2 separate regions of the Larimichthys crocea genome follow, and region 2 is linked to region 1. The links are chromatin contacts, called in public Hi-C maps. All regions are on one chromosome and are shown on one strand. The core of a region is the stretch at or near the end of the contact, and the rest is flanking DNA. Distances in the headings are between cores, read along the strand shown. Region 1 holds the start of LOC104935135 (V-set domain-containing T-cell activation inhibitor 1). Region 2 holds the start of LOC113747580 (endonuclease domain-containing 1 protein-like).

Region 1 (4,156 bases), core at 1,097-3,596:
AAACCGGTCGGCCCACTGGGGATGTAGACTGCTGCTAGAGTTTCAAAACAAGCAGCATTAGTGTGTATGTGTGGCCAAAGCTTAGAGTCCACTGCGCGGATTTGATGTACGCGGCTTTTCAACTATTAGTGCAGCTATTAGCATGTTCGTCAGTGAGTGTATTGGAAATCTCTGGAATCCCTAACACACACACACATCCACAGATGGTTTCCCTAATGAGGGACGATGCGTAAGAGTTTCACCTGACCTGCACCTCGGGTTGATGTCACCCAGCAGGGGATGCCTTACCTTGTTGGCGCCCAACCCGCAGCATCTGTCTTCAAAAAGAGAGTTCATTGACAGGCGTGACGCGTTCAATCCGCCTCTCGCATCCTTAGAAAGTTACCTATTTAGGTAGCGAAGCGAGCCGTCTTTCCAAGAAATCCTCTCAGAGCAGACGTTATAGACGTCACGTGATCGGATATGTTTCGGGAAAAATAACGACTTACGTAAGCAGATGAAGCCATGAAACATTCAGTCGCGCACCGTATTGGACAGTAAAATTAGAACGACGTCGTTCTACCCGAAATAAAAAATTTAATCAGTGTTACGTTAGCTAGCATTAGTCATAGGCTCGTTATTGTTGCACGCTAACGAGATAAACACTGTAGCTGGGTTAAATAATGAGCTACAGAAGTACGTTTAACTTTAATTAGCATGTTGTTTTACAATAAATGATTGAATGAATGTTTTATGGTTATAAAGTGACCTTAGAGAAATGTTTCAGATTTTTAAAATGTCAGGGATGTCCAAAGTCCGGCCCAGGGGCCAATCACGGCCCGCGATCAGATTTCATGAGACGTCATTTATATAATATATTATTTATGACCTGCTAGAATTGTCAGATACTGTACGGCTGGAAGACTTTTTTGGTCGGCATAACGAAGCTTTTGAAGGACAAAACTGCTGCTGTTACATCTGTAGATGTGACTTTGTTAAAGACGAGAGACTAAACTTAAATGTTAACAGACTTTGCATCACTCATAATAAGTCATGTTTAAAATAAACACGAGGTTCAGATTTGTATCAACTTCATGCAAGTTTAACGCGTTCATGCAATTTATTCTTTGTTGGCTCCAGATGTGAAAGAAAGAAGAACTGCTTTTTAGATTTGGTGACATTGTCATTTAAAGATAATTGTGACAATGAAAACAAAATTGTTAGAGAACATTTGTACGTAACTTTTATTGTTTTTCGTTTTTTTAAACGTTAGTGTCGCCCCCCCGGGCGTCTTGTAACGTGACACTTTCCACCTCGTAGCAATAAGCGATAACGCGTCATGTTGCATGGCAGCAATATGCTTCCATTATGTACTTCTCCCGTCAACTGGAGTTTAACTGATATTTTATTAGAGAAAAGTCAAACTGTATCTTTATTCTGTGAATTCATACTGTTTAAATCTCTGTTGGTGTTTGAGAGCAGGGATTCTGCACCTTCCTTGGAGACGCTTTGGCAGGACACCCCGGCCTTCGGGTGCAGGGAGCACGTCATCTGTTTTTGTAGTAATTGGATGGGCTCTTTTTACCACCAGGGAACCTCCCGTGCCGTGCGATGTCGCGCGGGAAACGTGCTCAGACAAAAGATCAGCGTGTCTTTCCAGGAAGCAGCAGGCAGCAGTAGCTCTAAACAGCTTAGAGAGGCCGGGACAACAGGCCTGGATGCAAACACATGGACCACCTCGCCTCCGATCCTCTCTCGTCTCTATAGCTCAGCCAATACTAATCAGGAAGTAGATTAGTCAAGAAAGCCTGTAGCCTCAAACGGCTTAGGAAGCAAAACAATAGCTGCAGCGTCCACACAGAGAAACAGAAAAGAGGAAGAACAAACCCTCCGTTTAGTTTAGTCGTCCACCTGAGGCTGGCTCCAGAAGTGAGTCAGTCTCCATAAGTCCCCATGTCCAAATGTCCAACTTCACAGCAGAAATAAACATGTTTACAGCCTGGTACAAAAAACAGTTTTGGTCTCTGTAGCTAATTTCCCCGTTCATGACAACTGTACTGAGGGTGAATTTATATACAACTCACCTGTTCAGGTTATATTAAGGCTTAAAGGGACGCTTTGATTGACAGGTGGCTTGTTTGAGCAACCAGGCGTCATTCTGTGCAAAAACATAAAATAAACAACAAAAACAAACAATAAAATATAATAAAAGTACGTATGGATTTATGAATTCAGTTCACTTTTCGATATTTCAACGTTTCTTAGTTTGTTTTTTCTTTGATATTTTATTATCATGGTTCTATTCTTGATGAACAGATGTTTTCTTTCACGTTACGAAGTGAGCACATCCTGATATCTCTGAGAAAGAAAGAGACAAATATAACATCAAGAAAAAAACTGAACAAAACACTGTAAACTATTTAAATAGTTTAGAGTTTTAGTCAGTTTTTATATTTAGAAAAATTTTAACGAAATATATTTTTCATTATTATTGTAGCAGTGTGTCGTGTGTGCATGAGGAATAATGACACTTACGTTTTACTCTTTATGGTGCTGCCATCTGCTGGTCAATGACTGCACACGTCCATTTTACCAGCTGTGATCTGAGTGGATGACCCACAGTTACCTCTCCTCTGCACAGAAAGTTTTTATAAAGTAAGGTGGCATCGTCTCTCCGGTTGTGTTGTAGAGTTTCTTTGTACTGAACGTAACTTTTTCACATAAAAATACTCTGTTCTAGTCGATGTTTACTAACTTTTTCACATAAAAATACTCTGTTCTAGTCGATGTTTACCACGGTCTGGTGGGTCAGCAGCCAAAGATCCAGCCCAGTGATGGACTGTCCTTCAGGACCTGCAGTGTTTTCATCTTCATGGTTCTTCAGTCTGTTGGAGGTAATTTCAACACAAAACACTCCAGTAACACATCGATGTGCAAATTTACCAACAGTTGTTGAGACATTTCACTCAAAACTCTTCGACTGAAACTTCACAGGAGACAAAAGACTTGATAAATAAAGAAATGATGTCGTTATCTGGAGAAAGCACGGCCGCTCTCACCTTCTCTACTTTTCACTGTTGTTCATGTTTGTTTCTGTTTCTTGAGTTAATTTGTTCACATCAACCAATCGTGGCCCTGGCTGGTGATGGTGTCATTCTACCATGTTACCTTGAACCTCCCATCAATGTCAGTTCAAAGACCGTGATATGGACCAGACCTGGTTTAGACCCAAAGTACATCCATGTTCACCAAGATGGACGACTGAATTTTAAGAATCAAAATCCATCTTATCGTTACCGCACCGCTCTGTTTGTGGATCAACTGGAGAACGGAAACGTCTCCATGAAAATCTTCAGAGTGAAACTTTCTGATACAGGAAGATATGAATGTCATCTTCCATCAATGCAGAAGGAAGCGTCCATCCAACTCACTGTTGGTAAGTCAGACTTGCTGCCACGAGCAGTTTGATACAAATCAGTGACGTATGTTATAATTCCTCCTCTCTGAACCATGAGAGGAGGAATTATAAATAAATAGTTCCATAATCAGAACCATGAAGAGATGAGATGAAACATTCAGGAGATGCAAAAAAGAAACAAATTATTCTGAGACTGAGCTGCACATTCCAAAACAAAATAAGATATCATATATAGTTATCAGTGATCTGATTGGTGACTCTGTTCTGAAATGTAACCTGCCAAAAAAACTGCAGGAAAAACAAAACATGTGCTCAAAGTTCAGTCCATGGGAAGTAGGAATGAATTAACCACTAACAAAAATGAGGAACACAGTGAGTCAAAGTCGAAAGTAAAGACCTGAACTTGTGGTTCAACATTTGACTTTGTCTTTGTCAGAAGAAAAGAAACGGTAAGAAAAACATTTTGTAACTTTGTTTCAAACTAACTTGTTGCTGTATGGTGAATGTGTGGATGTGTCGTATGCAGCAGCTGACGTCTGAATAGATGAACTGAAGTCTGAAAGAGCGGAAGGGACCTTCCTAGAAAGAGAATCAGCCATTTTATTTTATAATTGTAATGTTCATGGCTCATAATGCGTCGTTAAATATCTTCAGTCCAGACTATTTATATGCAAACAATGAGTTTAAAACTAATCTAAACTTTGTTGGTGATCCAGTATGGATTAGTTAGAAAGTCAGGCTTTCTTCCAGATTATCATC
Region 2 (4,569 bases), core at 471-2,970, 460 kb after region 1:
TCCTCAAGCTGAACGTAGATGTGCGTCACATTCAGGGACAGCTTGAATTTCTGTGTTCTCTGTTCCAGCGACCAGAGGAGCGACCGGCGTTCTCTCAGCTCTGCGTGATGATCACCGACGCCCTGGAGGCTGACGCCCCGCCCCCAAACTGATCAATCGACCAATCAGCTGCTTCCACCATGATGGCCCCTAACTAACACCTAGCTCCATGGCGACCAGCCGTTCTCCACAGTGTTCTGGCAGCTATCGTCGTATTAAGAGAAAGCACAGCGCGGAGAATAGGTGCAATGGTGTTTGGAACTTTAGTCCAATCATCCACCGACACATCCGAGTCACTCAACCAGTACAGCTGTAAAAACTGAAGAACACAAATGGCTGCTCGTGTTGGATCTCTTGTTTTGTTGTTTTCTGACACCAGTACAGAAAACTTGCCACAGGCTCTGGTGATGGACCCAGTCGCTCAGTAATTTCCCACCCTACCTGTCTGGAGGTCTCCTTTGGTGTTTCCTGTCAGTGTTAAAGAGAACAGTGTCACCTAAAAGTATATCAAGCCACCACACGTAATACGAAGCTGATATTAATTCCAGTGTTTTATCGCATTACTTGACAAATTGAGCCGCACTGCAAATCTGTTTTCATGTAATGTTCATCACATGGTGCACATAAATGTAAAAAATACTGTAGAGAGAAAGTAAATGATTTCGCTGTTATTAAACTTGATTTATATATATATATAGTTTTCTTTCACACTTATTCACAGATTTTATTATTTTCTATGTTGTAGATTAACACCAAAGTCATCAAAACACTAAAATAACATGAAATACATGGTACGTGGTCGTCATGTCGAATGCTTCCACACCATCGCAAGTCCTCCTCCATCCTTCAGGGTGGGAACCACACATGTAGATCACATTCTGAAACTATTATAATATAACCATTGCAACCATTAGACACTGTCCTTACTGACACATCCTCCTCCAAATCACTATCAGCTGCTTCATCAGTGTTATTTCATAGTGTTGATGTCTTCGGTGTTCATCTACAATGAAGAAAATGATAACAACAAGGAAAAACCAGTGAAGGAAGGATCTTTCCTTTGCAGCTCATGCTTTGCAGATATCACCAACAAGATAAGAGACAGACGTAGAAGTAGAATGGTTCTTTCTAAAACTGTATATGTACATAAAACGATCAACGGATTCAACAACCTTTTCATTTCAAACACTTTGGACATCACAGGTTGTTCTGACATCATATGACCTTTAAGGTCAAACATAACTTTGAAAGAAACAAACTATAAGTGAGACAAATATTGATACCTCTCCATGAACTTCATCTTTTCTAACGTGTAAATACAAGGAAACATTAGTTACATGGTGCTAGTGTTTCTAGCTGACTTGTTTTAACTTGTGCTCAGAGAGTGAGGCTCAAGATATCATCAAGTGCAAATTTGAATGGCCCTAAAACTTCGGCTCCTGTTGTTCTTTATCTTCATACAGACTTCTGCTCAGGACTGTGTCATTCCTTGTCTGTTAACCACACTCTTTTCATTTGACAGTTAGTGCTATGCAAAGTGTCCTGCAATGCAGACTGTGTGAAACTGGTTCATTAAGAGTAATCTATTACTTGAAGTTGGCACATCCTCCACCGTCACAACCTGCTGGATGTTCAGTATAAGTAAGACGTCCTTCACAAGCTTGTTTCACAGTCGAGGAAGTCCTTCTGCCCTCCACTGCTCCAGAAACACGAAGACACCGTTGACTTTTGGACGACCTGTCACAGCTCGTAAGTCCTGTCTTCAGTTTATACTTTAATTTGTATTCAATGTTACAATGTATATTATTGTGTTATTGATGACTTAAACGCTCTAAATACAAAGTTGTGGCTTTATTTTCTGAGTTTGGATCCATTGTTAATGATTTTAAATGAAATATTGAACAGGTGCTCTGGGTCCTCCTGAGCTCTAAGCTGTATTTATCTTTGAAATCATCTCCAATATTTACCGTGTTTCACCACGTTTCTGCTCATGGAGCTTTTGATGTCGGGCAGAATTAAATGTTATCTCCATAGATCCACGTGGTTTGGTTGCTTTCGTAGCTGAAGCACGCTGAGTTTGCATCAGATTAATTTCATATCTGCCAACATGTGCAGTGTGCAGGATCACGCTGACAAAACACAAACTTTCTGGACTAGAAGGCAAATTTCAAAAAGTTTATAGTCATTTTATGCACTCTGTCTTTTTTCCATTTGATATTGAAACTTCAGTGAGTTCTTATTGGCAGAGGCAGATTTTACATTTTAGAAGTTTCATTTCATAGAATAAGAAAATTCAGATTATGGATTAAATGATCTGATGTGAAGCTAAAGAAGAGCTACAGACATCGTCTGTTTCTTGACAGCTTCATTTCTGACACGTTGGATTATTTATTCGTCCTTCTTGTAACGAATACAGCATCACATCACACTGATGGACAGCACAGAAACAGACTGTAACAAAGCTGACTCAGGTTTCTTCTGAACAAACATTGTATTTGGATGATACAAGCTGATGTAGCACGCTGTGTTTGTACCAAATTCATTTCATATCTGGACAAAAAGGCAAATTTCAAAAGGAGAACACACTGACTGTAGTATTGTTATCAAGAAGCTAGTATTACAGTTGAACATGTTTCCTTCATCTCTGATGACAGCATGGTCAGTTTATGAGTGAATACATTAAAGATCTGACATGTTTGTCCTTTAGCTGTAATGCTTGGCTTTTGTTCTGTCATCGTATAATGATACTCAGTGTTTGACCATGATGACATGATCTGTGTCATTTCTAGACACGTTTCGTTTTTTGATTTATTCTTCATAAAAGGAGAAATCCAGCTGAAATATTTCTTCTACAAAACAAACCAAAGAAGAGATTGTCAGAAATGTCCGACTCAGTCCAATATAACCCTGTTTGACTGGTTTCTATACTTCTTTTCATCTTTCCATGTTACCAAAGATAATGGATCATTTATTCAACAACTTTTCTGCTGTGGTTCAAACTGAAGGAAACAAACTACATGTGGAGCTGCAGCCTAACTTAGCTGTAATGTTTGGTTGTTCTTCTTCTCTCTAATGATACAGTGTTTGACGATGACGTCTCTGAAGACAAAGAATATCTGCTTCCTCGCTGCCTTCCTCTTCCTCGCCATCGTTCCCACACTGGCTAAAGTGGTGGATGAAGTGAAGGACTGTAAACAGTTTCTCTATCAGGGAACTCCACCAGAAATCCCAGGCGTCTTGGTGGGGGGGAACATCCAGGACAACAACAGATACAAAATCATCTGCCAGACTTATGCAAATGAGCCAAGGTTTCTGACAGTCTACGACACCAAGAACAAGATTCCAGTGTTTTCTGCTTACGAGTACAAAGGGTCAGCGGGAGGAAGACCCAGTGTCCCCTGGAAGATAGAGCCACAGGTGAGTTTGTCTGTCTCTGTCTCTGTCTCATACGTTAGTAGAGTGGCAGACACAGTTTGTCCACTCCAAGTTTATCTTTAACTGTAAAATGCTGGTTTTATCTTTTATCCACAAGTTTAAATGATCCTTATTAAAAATGTTCACACAACAACAAACAGCCGATCAGATGATCTTCTGATTTGAACTCAGTTATCAACATTGGTATCAGTTCCATGAACACACATCACTGTGTGCTGTATGGACTGACAGTCAGAAGGACAGAGTTCATATAATGCTGCATGCAGGTTGCTGTTCTACTCAAACAAGTTTTTAGTACATTTTCTGCCACTCTAGCACTGTAGGTGCCACTAAAATCTAGTCTATCCTGAAAAAAGGTTGTATTTGGATGTGCCAGCTGATGCTAAAAGATGTTGCTAGTCTCATATTAAGACTCTGACCATGTACCCAGGCCCTGGCAGCTGGCATAAGCCCAGGGCTATCTGGAGTGTTTAGGGCACAGCCCGCTACTCGGTTGGCCACAATTCACTGTGACTCTCTTTTCATTCTTTATAATAGTGTAAAGTTGACTGACCGCTCACAGGTGCAACTCTCACGCAAGAACCCTTTCAGTTGTGCTCATGGAATTTTAACCGATACTGCTGGTGAGACAATTTTATTTTAATTTTTAGTGGGCTTCCGCTAAAGTATAGGCCGACACAGATCGTTTCCATTCATAAACAAACAATAGCACTATATAAACCAACCAGTGATAGATGTCTCCCCATACAAGTTGAATACCCCATACATCCTTACACGTGTATTTTATACCAGCTACATTTTCTTTTTGAGCTCCTTTCACACCTTCGTTTTGCTTACCCATGACTAAGTCTCCGGACCCCACCTTCAGTGTGCTAGCCCTTAGTAATGACTTTGTGCAGGGATAGTCAAGTTAGCTCAGCATTATCTCATGTACTTGTTATACACACACACTAATAACAGTTCCCAGGGTGAAAACCTGCCCATTCAAGAGCCATTTAACGCTTTTTGTCAAATGTGCTGTGTCCCGCCCTACTTTAAGCCCAGAGCTTCCCACGGATTGTAAACCGGCTTGATCATTGACATAGTACAGTTTGG

Evidence for each region. Hi-C and Micro-C count contacts between places; a contact is called where the count stands out from the background.
Region 2: a contact with region 1 is called in a Hi-C map of muscle, with 19 times the contacts expected there. The contact joins the promoter of LOC113747580 here to the promoter of LOC104935135 in region 1. A contact is called at or near these places in 2 of 7 Hi-C or Micro-C datasets (both in muscle).

What each region holds. Positions count from the first base shown.
Region 1 is chrXIV:6,537,817-6,541,972 of L_crocea_2.0, forward strand. It overlaps LOC104935135 (V-set domain-containing T-cell activation inhibitor 1), which reads left to right and starts at 2,347. Exons shown (of 11, transcript XM_027287597.1): 1 at 2,347-2,634; 2 at 2,763-2,873. The region is part of intron 1 of LOC104935020 (butyrophilin-like protein 2); the gene reads right to left.
Region 2 is chrXIV:7,000,212-7,004,780 of L_crocea_2.0, forward strand. It overlaps LOC113747580 (endonuclease domain-containing 1 protein-like), which reads left to right and starts at 1,721. Exons shown (of 3, transcript XM_027287626.1): 1 at 1,721-1,788. tec (tec protein tyrosine kinase) reads left to right here. Exons shown (of 18, transcript XM_019257789.2): 18 at 69-729. The coding sequence ends at 152. The region is part of intron 6 of LOC104935135 (V-set domain-containing T-cell activation inhibitor 1); the gene reads left to right.